2 separate regions of the Gossypium arboreum genome follow, and region 1 is linked to region 2. The links are chromatin contacts, called in public Hi-C maps. All regions are on one chromosome and are shown on one strand. The core of a region is the stretch at or near the end of the contact, and the rest is flanking DNA. Distances in the headings are between cores, read along the strand shown. Region 1 has its middle 13 kb from the start of LOC108460634. Region 2 holds the start of LOC108458175 (phytochrome A-associated F-box protein).

What was found. A called contact is a pair of places that touch in the nucleus more often than the background predicts.
Region 1: a Hi-C map of leaf shows a contact between it and region 2, with 2.7 times the contacts expected there. The contact joins the enhancer-like site here to the promoter of LOC108458175 in region 2.

What each region holds. Positions count from the first base shown.
Region 1 is chr8:125,064,265-125,068,880 of ASM2569848v2, reverse strand. No RefSeq gene overlaps it. Among protein-coding and RNA genes, the nearest start is that of LOC108460634, 13 kb to the right of the region's middle. Within about 2 kb of position 2,365, at least 2 of the 2 cell types and tissues checked have an H3K27ac peak or open chromatin away from gene starts, as enhancers often do. A contact at or near this core is called in leaf, where this site is marked.
Region 2 is chr8:124,811,600-124,816,507 of ASM2569848v2, reverse strand. It overlaps LOC108458175 (phytochrome A-associated F-box protein), which reads right to left and starts at 2,694. Exons shown (of 3, transcript XM_053031537.1): 1 at 2,020-2,694.

The sequences.
Region 1 (4,616 bases), core at 1,116-3,615, 250 kb before region 2:
TTTGGGAAGGCAACGATGGACATATAGCAGATCATCTCAATAAAATTAGAAAAGGTTTGCAAAAATGGGCAAATAGGTTAAGGCAAAAAGCAAAGGGAGTTTCAAGGAGGCTTCATGAGCGATTGAAATAGTTGAATGGGGAATAGCGAGATGATGATACAATTGGGGAGATGATCGATACAAAACTGTTTTTGAAAATAGAGATTGATAAAGAGGAAATTTATTGAGAGTAAAGGGCTCGTGCTAATTGGTTAAAGCTTGGTGATTAAATACAACTTTTTTTCATAGATTTGCTTCTTAACGACGAAGAACAAATCAGATTTGGGGTCTGAAAGGATTAGATGATCAGGTTGTTATTACTAAGGAGGATTTGGACAAGATTGCAAAAGAATACTTTCAAAGATTATTTACCCCCAAAGGTATGGGTAATCTTGAATGTATTTTGGTGGGAGTTAAACAAAGCATTTTAGATAACATGAATCAAATCCTCACGGTAGAATATAGTTTAGAGGAGATTTCTATGGCTTTGAAGTATATGGACCCAACAGAAGCATCGAGAGTAGATGGTTTACCTGCCCTATTTTTCTAAAGATATTGGCAAATTGTGGGTTCTGATGTTAGCCAATTTTTCAGGTTGTTCTTAATAAATGTACCTTTCCTGCATTTGTTAATTCTACACAGATTGTGCTTATCCTAAAAACTAAACATCCTGATAATCTGTTACATTTTAGACCCATCAGCTTATGTACTATAATTTACAAAATAATTTCAAAGACAGATGCAAATAGCTCCAAAAGGTGTTAGATGTTTGTATAGATAAATCTTAAAGCACTTTTATCCCAGGAAGACTAATTATAGATAATGTTTTGTTGGCTTATGGAATTTTCTATTCCTTTAAACAATGAAGAATGAGAATGAAAAGATATATTACACTCAAACTAAACATGAGTAAAGCTTATGATAGAGTTGAGTGGTCTTTCTTACGAGATATGATATTAAGAATAGGCTTTAAATCATCATGGGTGGATTTTATTATGTAATGTGTTACCATTATGTCTTATTCAATTTCTATAAATGGGGAAAATGGTTCATTATTCAAGCCAGAAGGAGATCTTCAACTGAGGGACCCAATTAGTCCTTACCTCTTTCTGATTTATAGTGAAAAGCTTTCATCTTTCTGATTTGATTATTAGGAAATTGCAAATAGATCAAGATGACAGATCTATTACAAGTGCCTACATTACGGACTCGAAGAAGATGAGTAAGAAGTTTGACAAATATTATTTTGAACATGAATTGAAGAAAGCAAATACCTTAGCACATATCATTACTACAGAAGGGATGAGAAGAGGAGAAAACACTTATCCGGAAGGAAGGGTCCCTGATTTTGTAGTAACAGAAGCGGAGCATGATAAAAGACGATGAGGAGAGCCAAGTCAAGAAACCGAGATGCTGAAAGAGCTGTGATGAAAATTGTGAAATCTTGATTTTGATTGTCTCTAATTTTTGGGTTTCTTGTTGGAAGAGAGGATAGGTTTTCTGAATGGGTTTTTAGTTCTGAAATGTCTTTTGTAAAATGGGGGGAGAAAACCCATCTTTTTAGGCTGGACTGTTTGGCTTCCCTAAGAGCTACATGTTTGTGTCAGTTTTTTTAATGTTTTTCTATATGCTTTTCAAATTAATAAATGAGTCCAACTAATTCTCAAAAAAATAAAAGTGAACATGATTTTTTGTTCGTTGATATTTTAATGAGAATAATTAACTATTTGGACTAACTATAAAAGAAGAGGGATTAAATTATACCAAATTGAAGTAGAGAGACTAAAACCCTAGTTTTAGCATGGTAAAGGACCAACGTAAGAGGCGTCCTAAAAAATTATAATTAAGTCCTTTAATTTCTTCTACAATTATACTTTAACTCTAAAACTTTTAAAACTTTTAATTAAGCCCCACAAAAGTTTTTAAAATATTAAAAAATTCATTAATTATTAAAAATTTTAATTAGATCTTTATTTCTGTGATTACAACCAATAACCAAATGCCATTCAATAAAGCAAACCATACATTAAAATTGAACCCAGTTGTCATTAGAAACAGAAGCGTGTTGGAATCTAATCCTATCTTTGTTGAAAGACAAAATGGTCCTACCACTCACAACCCATGGCATCTTTTTGCCTTTCTTTTTTTCTATATAAACCCACATTTGTTCAGTCTATACTTCTAATATCTTAGCCTAAAGGCATTAATTACATTATGAAGCCTCAAAGCCTCTCCGGTGATAATAATAGTAATAATAATTCAGTGATGGCTGAATCAAAGGGGAGGATGATGATCAGGGAAAGGGTGAAGCAAGCATGCGAGGCGGCCATGGATGCCATGGCTAAGAAAGGGGTTCAAAGAGGGCATAGGGTTCTTATTTCCAAAGAAATAGAGAGACAAAATAGGAGCCACTATGCTGATGAACCCATAAGAACCATGATGTTCTTGGGTTCTTGGAGCCACACCTAGCTAGCTTCTCTTCTATTTTTTTTTTTTTTATTATGATAATCTCTTGTAGAGTTGGAGTGTTTTCATGAAGATAGTGCAACTATATATAGGGTTTCTGATTTGTTAAAATAAAGGCCTAAAATATCAAGAGTTGATGGATTTAAAAGTATAAACTGTGGAAATAAATAAGGATATAAAACTATTGTTAATAATGAAGATGATGGTGGTGGTGGTCATGGTGATGAAATGAAGTGCTTTGTATAAGTTGTTGATGTCCTAATATATTTTTGCAAATTCCTTTTTGTGCCTTTTTGATCTGATAAAGTTAAAGAGGAGAGAAGGAATTTGTTTATTATAGATAATGGTACTTTATGAGAAACATTAGGTATTATCTTTAATTGAAAAAATGATTAATTTAGCTACTAAAGTTTATTTATTTTCTTACTTTGGTCTTAATTTTTTTTGTCACTTTAGTTTTAATTATTGTTTTATCATTTTAGTTCTTAATTTTCTAAATTTTGTACTGTTAAAATTTTATTAAACTATCAAAATTTTAATGACACTAACGAAGCAAATTGCAAGTGATAGTCTACATGTACTTTATTGCTAACATAAATAATTTGTTTGAATTTTTATGAACTTTAAAAAAATTGAATTCTTTAATCATTTTTCTTAATTTTTTGAAAATTTATAAATTATATGAATTACCAATCAATAATGTCAGTGCCGTTAAAATTTTCATAGTCCAAACAACTTTTACATTTAAGAAAATGTAATTGGACTAAAATTTGAAGGTCAATGGTCAAAATGACAAAAGAAGTAAGCATTAAAGGTTAAATTTATTATTATGTATTTTTATTTTTAAAACGTGTAATTTAGTATATTTATTTAGGTTAAAATCCACTCTATTACTTTTTCATCCATTAATATCTAATACCATAATTATCATAATACATATGTGTAAGACACATGCAGAACTGATCTATTAAATGTAAAACTTGTGAAGGGTAATTAAATATATATTGAATATTAAATTATGATTTTGTATGATACTGGAATTAACAATTATTTAATTAATGTAGTTAAGATGACTTTCATCAAATCATATAATAAACATGTTCATGTTATTAAAGTTTCACATGTGGTATCACATCTTATAAATTTTATAAATGTATAATTAGTGGTATCACATCTCAGGAGTTTTGAGATTCAAGCTTTTAAGTTAGTGTAATTTTTAGTTATAATTATAATTGTGTTTGTTTGTTGTATTAATCTATGTTGATTGTAGTTATACGAATATTATAATAATTGAATTTGTAATTTTAGATAAGAAAATATTTAAATTTAGTTTGAAATATATTTTTAAAATTGAAAGGAAAATAATTAAAGAGTAAATTTTATAAAATTTCAAAAATAAATAATATTTTAGAAAATAGTTAAAAAAAATATACATAAATTTTATTTTATAATAATAAAAGAAATCATATTTTATCATGTTTGATAGTTTTACTTTTAAAATGTAAAATTTCATATATTGATTTATATTAGAAGTCGTGTAAATTTATATATTCTCTGTCTGCAAATAATAAGATGTCACTAATTAAAAGAAATAAAAAACTATATTTATTTTCTATTATTTCTAAAATAATTTATTAATTTATGATTGATGTGTTTTAATATAGTTTATTTACACATTATGAATTTATATAGAGATAATGCATCAAATATAAACTTTTTATACATATATTAATTATATTTTATAAGATGATATGATATTCAAAATTTATATGATAACATGACTTGCAATCAATCATACGTTGATGCTAAGGGATAGACAGGGTGTTGGCTCTCCTAAAATGAAAATTTATTATTTTAGTCCCTTAAAAATTTACTTAATAGTAAAAATGTATTGACTCTCAAAAATGATTTTTTTTTTAATTTAAACTCTTTAAAATTCTAAAATAACGAACATATATAAAGATAAAATTATATTTTAACCCTTTTAATTTTGTCCCCAAAGATAAATTTTTGGCTTCGTCCTTTACAAAGAGATAAGTAATGGCCAAATAATGGGTGTTGTTGTGGGGGAGAAGTAAACATTGTAGGATTACCTGTTTCATTGCCGCTGC
Region 2 (4,908 bases), core at 1,445-3,944:
TGGTAGATGTCGAAATGGCTGACATAATAACTTTTCGTAGGAAGTCTGGAATGCCTGCAGCCTGAATGGACTTATCAATGAAGTCCCATCGAATCCTATCATATGCTTTCTCCAGATCTATTTTGACAATCATCCATTTTCTACTTTTTCCTCGCATGGAATGAACAACTTCCTGGGCAATGATGATGTTGTTAGAGATTGTTCTTCCTGCAATGAAACCTGCATGTTCTTGTGATATGATCTTTGGAAAGACTTTTTTGAATCTATTGGCAATAACTTTCATAACTAATTTATAGAGAACTGAGCAGAGTGATGAGTCTAAACTGGGAAATCTCCTCGGGATAGGCGAGTTTTGGGATGAGCACTATAAGTGTATTGTTTAGTTTAGGCTCTATGGGTTTTCCTTTGAAGACCCCTTTGACCCATTCACAGACTGCACTTCCAATATTGTCCCACTGTTTTTGGAAAAAGAGAGCGTGGAACCTATCGCTCCCTGGAGCTTTTAAAAGAGCCATGTCGAAGAGTGTCGTTTTGATTTCTTCATGTGACACATCTTTTCCTAGAAAATCTATGTCTGCTTGAGCCAATTAGAGAAAATGGTTGGGTGGTAAAACACTGCTCCTACTTGAGTTTTCTTCATAAAGCTTTTGGAAGAAACGTATTGCTTCAATTTGAACCTCACTTGGCTCATAAAGCCAATCCCCATTTGCATTACGTAAAGCATTAATGCAGTTAATCTTTCGTCTATGTAGGGTTCGTCCATGGAAGAATTTTGTATTTCTATCTCCCAATTTGAGCCAGTCGCATCTTGATTTTTGCTTCCAGAGTAGCTCCTCATGGTTGAGAATTTCTTCCAGTTCTTCTCTTAACTCTATTTCTTTTTGTGCTAGGAAGGTTGAGTTTGACTTCTCAAATGCATACTGTATCTTATTTAACTTTTGCGTTATCTCTCATTTTCGGGTTCCAATGTGCCCATAAGAGTCTTTGTTCCACTTTTTTAGGCCTATAGTAAGCTTTTCTAAAGTGAAAGTCATGTCCCCATTATAATCCCATAGATTAGAGATTGTACTGGAGAAATCTTAGTTGTGAACCCAGCCTGCTAGAAATCGAAAAGGTTGTCCTTTTAGTGAGCTAAAATCTGGGCATAAATCTACTAGTAAAGGTCGATGATCAGATTTTATTCTCATTAAATGTGTGACTAAGCACTTTGGGAATGTGCGGATCCACGCTCTGTTTCCTATTGCGCGATCAAGTCTCTCAAGTACTCCTCCTCTTTGCCATGTGAAAGAAGGTCCTCGAAATCTTAGATCATGTAAATCGTTAGTCTCAACAAATTTTCCAAATAAAGGACACCGTTTCCCATCAGAAGTTCCTCATTTCTTCTCATTTTTGGACAGAATAGACTTGAAGTCGCCAATCGCTAACCAAGGAATATTAGTTGTAGGGATAGTCTCCTTTAAGGCTTCCCACAAGAGAGTCATTTTCGTTTTATTTGAACTTCCGTAAACAAAGGCAATGACGACTGTATGGGTAGGGAAACCGTAGGATATTTGGGTAAGAATGAATTGGGGGTGGTTTTGGAGGATTTCAAGGTTGACGGAGGGTTTCCGACCAATCCATATTCCCCTTGAGAATCCTCTTACTTCAACTCAGTGTGAATACTGCGGTCCTAATTTTGCAATTACTTCGTCAGCTTTGCGCCCACTAACTCTTGGTTCTAAAAAGCTAACAATGTCTGGCTTATGCTCTCTATTATACTCTCTAAAAGTACGAAGGAATTTTTCATTCGCACATCCTTCGCAGTTCCAAGAAAAAATTGAGATGCTAGAGTTCATTGGTATTAAAGAAAAGAAATAATTTAAAACTACTACTTTGTCTCTATATTGTCTCCTGTTTTCCCAAATCCTCTAGGGATTTCATTTACGAGTCCTTGTTGGACTTGGGTTTGCAGTAATTCAACCATACTAATGATAGAATCAGATAGTGAGTTTTTTAAAGCAGAAACCTTAAAGGGGTTACCTTTTTCTTTGTTGACTTTGAGGTTTTTTACTTTCCGAGAATTTCTTGCTTTTAGGACGCCACGAGTTGCTGTTAATTCTGCATGGTGGAATCCTGTTTTGGCTCGATTCTTCTGAGTGTGCCCTTTGGTTGTAGATTGACTATCATCTTTAAAGAGAACTGCTGAATGCTTAGCAGCATCAAGAAAGCCTGATGTTGAAATCTTTATAGATTCTTGCATCGTTTGCAGGCTTGATTGGGCAGGGCAATCTTTGATAGTTTCTCCGATATTTTTTCCAGGATTTATTAAGTTGGAATGGTTGTCGTGGCTTGGAGACTCAATTATTGAAGATGGATTAGGGATGGATGGAAGATCCTGAGTTAATTTTTCCAGAATTTCTGTTTTGCTTAAGGAGTCCGATTCCTTTCTGTAATCATTCCTGGAATTTGAGACTGATCTTCCTATGTTTGATGCCCTAGATGTTGCTTCCATTGGACTTGATTGGATGCTGTTGACCTGGAGCTCCTGAAAGCCTGCAGCAATTTATTCAGAAAATAAATTGATTTTATTTTCGATTGCAGCTTTATCTTGTTTAACCCCATCTGTTACTGTTGCTAAACTCAGTGCTTGCTGCCGGACTGGGTTACGTGAAACCGCATTAATGGTCTCTCTTTTGTTAGAAATTAAATGCCCTTGTAGGTTTATTATATCCCCTTTCTGGCCTGGATTTTTGTTGGTCTAAGAGGAGTCTGTAGCTTGGGTTCTTAATTTTGACCCGTCAGTGTGGTGCGAGATTTGGTCCTTGTGCATAGGGCCATCCTTTCTTCCTGGACCCAACACGATAGGGCCTGGTTGGATATGTAAAGTACCACTTTCTATTTCCTCTTCATGGGCTTTGGAAGACCCATCGTCATCTAGGGTTTCCAACACCTGGAATCTTGAGTTCCTTTCTGCCCCGACTGTCCTTCCTCCGTCAACCTTCCGTCCTACTTTGCCAGTTTTTCTTGCCTTTTTTTCAACAAGCATCCACGGCCGTAGCCACCGCGACTGGAGTTCTCGTCTTTATTTTCCCTCATGGTGAGACTCTGTTTCGGTTTATCTCCTGGACTGCCTTCTCCAAATCCTTCTAATCCCTTCTCTCATTTGGGCCATATTTCTTTTGTGTGTCCATAGTGCCCACACTGGAAACACACCATTAGGAGTTGTTCATACTCGATTCGTTGAGTAAAACCATTGATCATAACATGAGAAATCAAGGGTTTGTCTAGATTAACGAAAACCGCCATCCTCGCAAATCTTCCTCTTACACCGTTATCGGTGTTGAAATCAAGCTTTACGACTTTTCCGATCGTCGCCCCGATTTCTCGTAGAACTTGCCATTTATACATATGGCCAGGTAATCTAGGAAGTCAGATCCAAACTATGACTGTGCTTGGGTACGGTTGAATGGGGTTGAAGTCTATAGTCCATGGTTATACTGTTAAGTACTGACCAAAAATAACCCGAGGCCCTTGGCACAACGCCTTCTCAAAATCTTCTGAGTTTTTGAATTTTGCTAGAAAATACCCGTTTTCCACGTCCATTAGCCGGAATGGTTGAGAGGGTTTCCAAAGCGAATTCACCTTTGTTTTGCAGTGCATTATAACCTATATTTCTCCCCAATAGTTTAATTACTAATGTGAATTCCATGTGTTTAATGAGGATTTGGTTGATTCGATCAGAAAATTTAATCGAAGCAATGCCATCGATTGTTGAACGTTCCACGTCTTCTTCCAATAACTCAAAGTCCTCATCTTCGTCCAAACCTATTGCGATTGTTGTTTTCTCATTCGAGTAAAGCCCTCTGCCCATCAGTCGGTCTTTCCAAGAAAGAGATTTTCCAATTTCTTGTGTAGCTTCCATTGCGACATCCTGATTTTCCTCGATTTCTCGTATTCTAACTTTCTTTGTTGATCTACTCGCTGGTTTGCCTTCATCATTGCCATCGCGTTCCGTAAGGTCCATCGTTTTCTGTTATACAACTTTAAAAATAAAGAATATTTAAATCTGGTAGTCTACTAATTAATTTTAATTGATGATGAGTTTATTAAAATTTAGGATTAATGTATAAAAGTTAATTCTCCAAATCAGTTTTAAGATTATAACCGCCTATAAATCGGGATTAGGTTTACTTAAAACCCTAAAATAAGGTATTATAATTTTAACGACCATTAAATTTAATTTCTTTACAAATAACACTTGAAGCCAATAATAAAATTTTAAAAAATAGATCCAAACTCAATCAAATAAAATTAAAAAATTTATTTATAAAAATTTCAAAGATTATAACTTTCAAAATTTAATAAATAAAATTCTTTTATTTGATCCAAAATAAAATTTTACATCTCTTTGTTTATCGCATGATATAATATAATTTAGGCATAATTATTATTATTTTTGGCCCTCTTAACTTTATATAAAAAGATCATTTTAGAATTTCATTTAAATTTTTTATCTTTTAACTTTTAAATTTACATTTTTGTCAAATCATCCAAAATGAATGAAAAATTTAGCTTCATTAATTTTGTTGACATAGCGACATACACGTGGATGACATATCAATATTTAATTAATTTTTATAATTTTTTTAATAATTAATGTAATTAAATTACATAAACTAATCAAACTGCTCAAACCAATTACTTGACCGATTCAACCACCGATTCAATTCTGAAAATTTTATTTAAAACTGAGGAAAGTAACTTAAAATAAGCTCTCTTTTTTTCCTTAATCTTCCACTCATCTTATAAATAAGCAATCAATATAAAAAATGAATAATCATCATGAACTCATAGAAATATGATCTGTTTTTCTTTTTTACCACGCTTGCTTCTAAGGAGGACATCCATGTCACACAAGGATATGTGCTC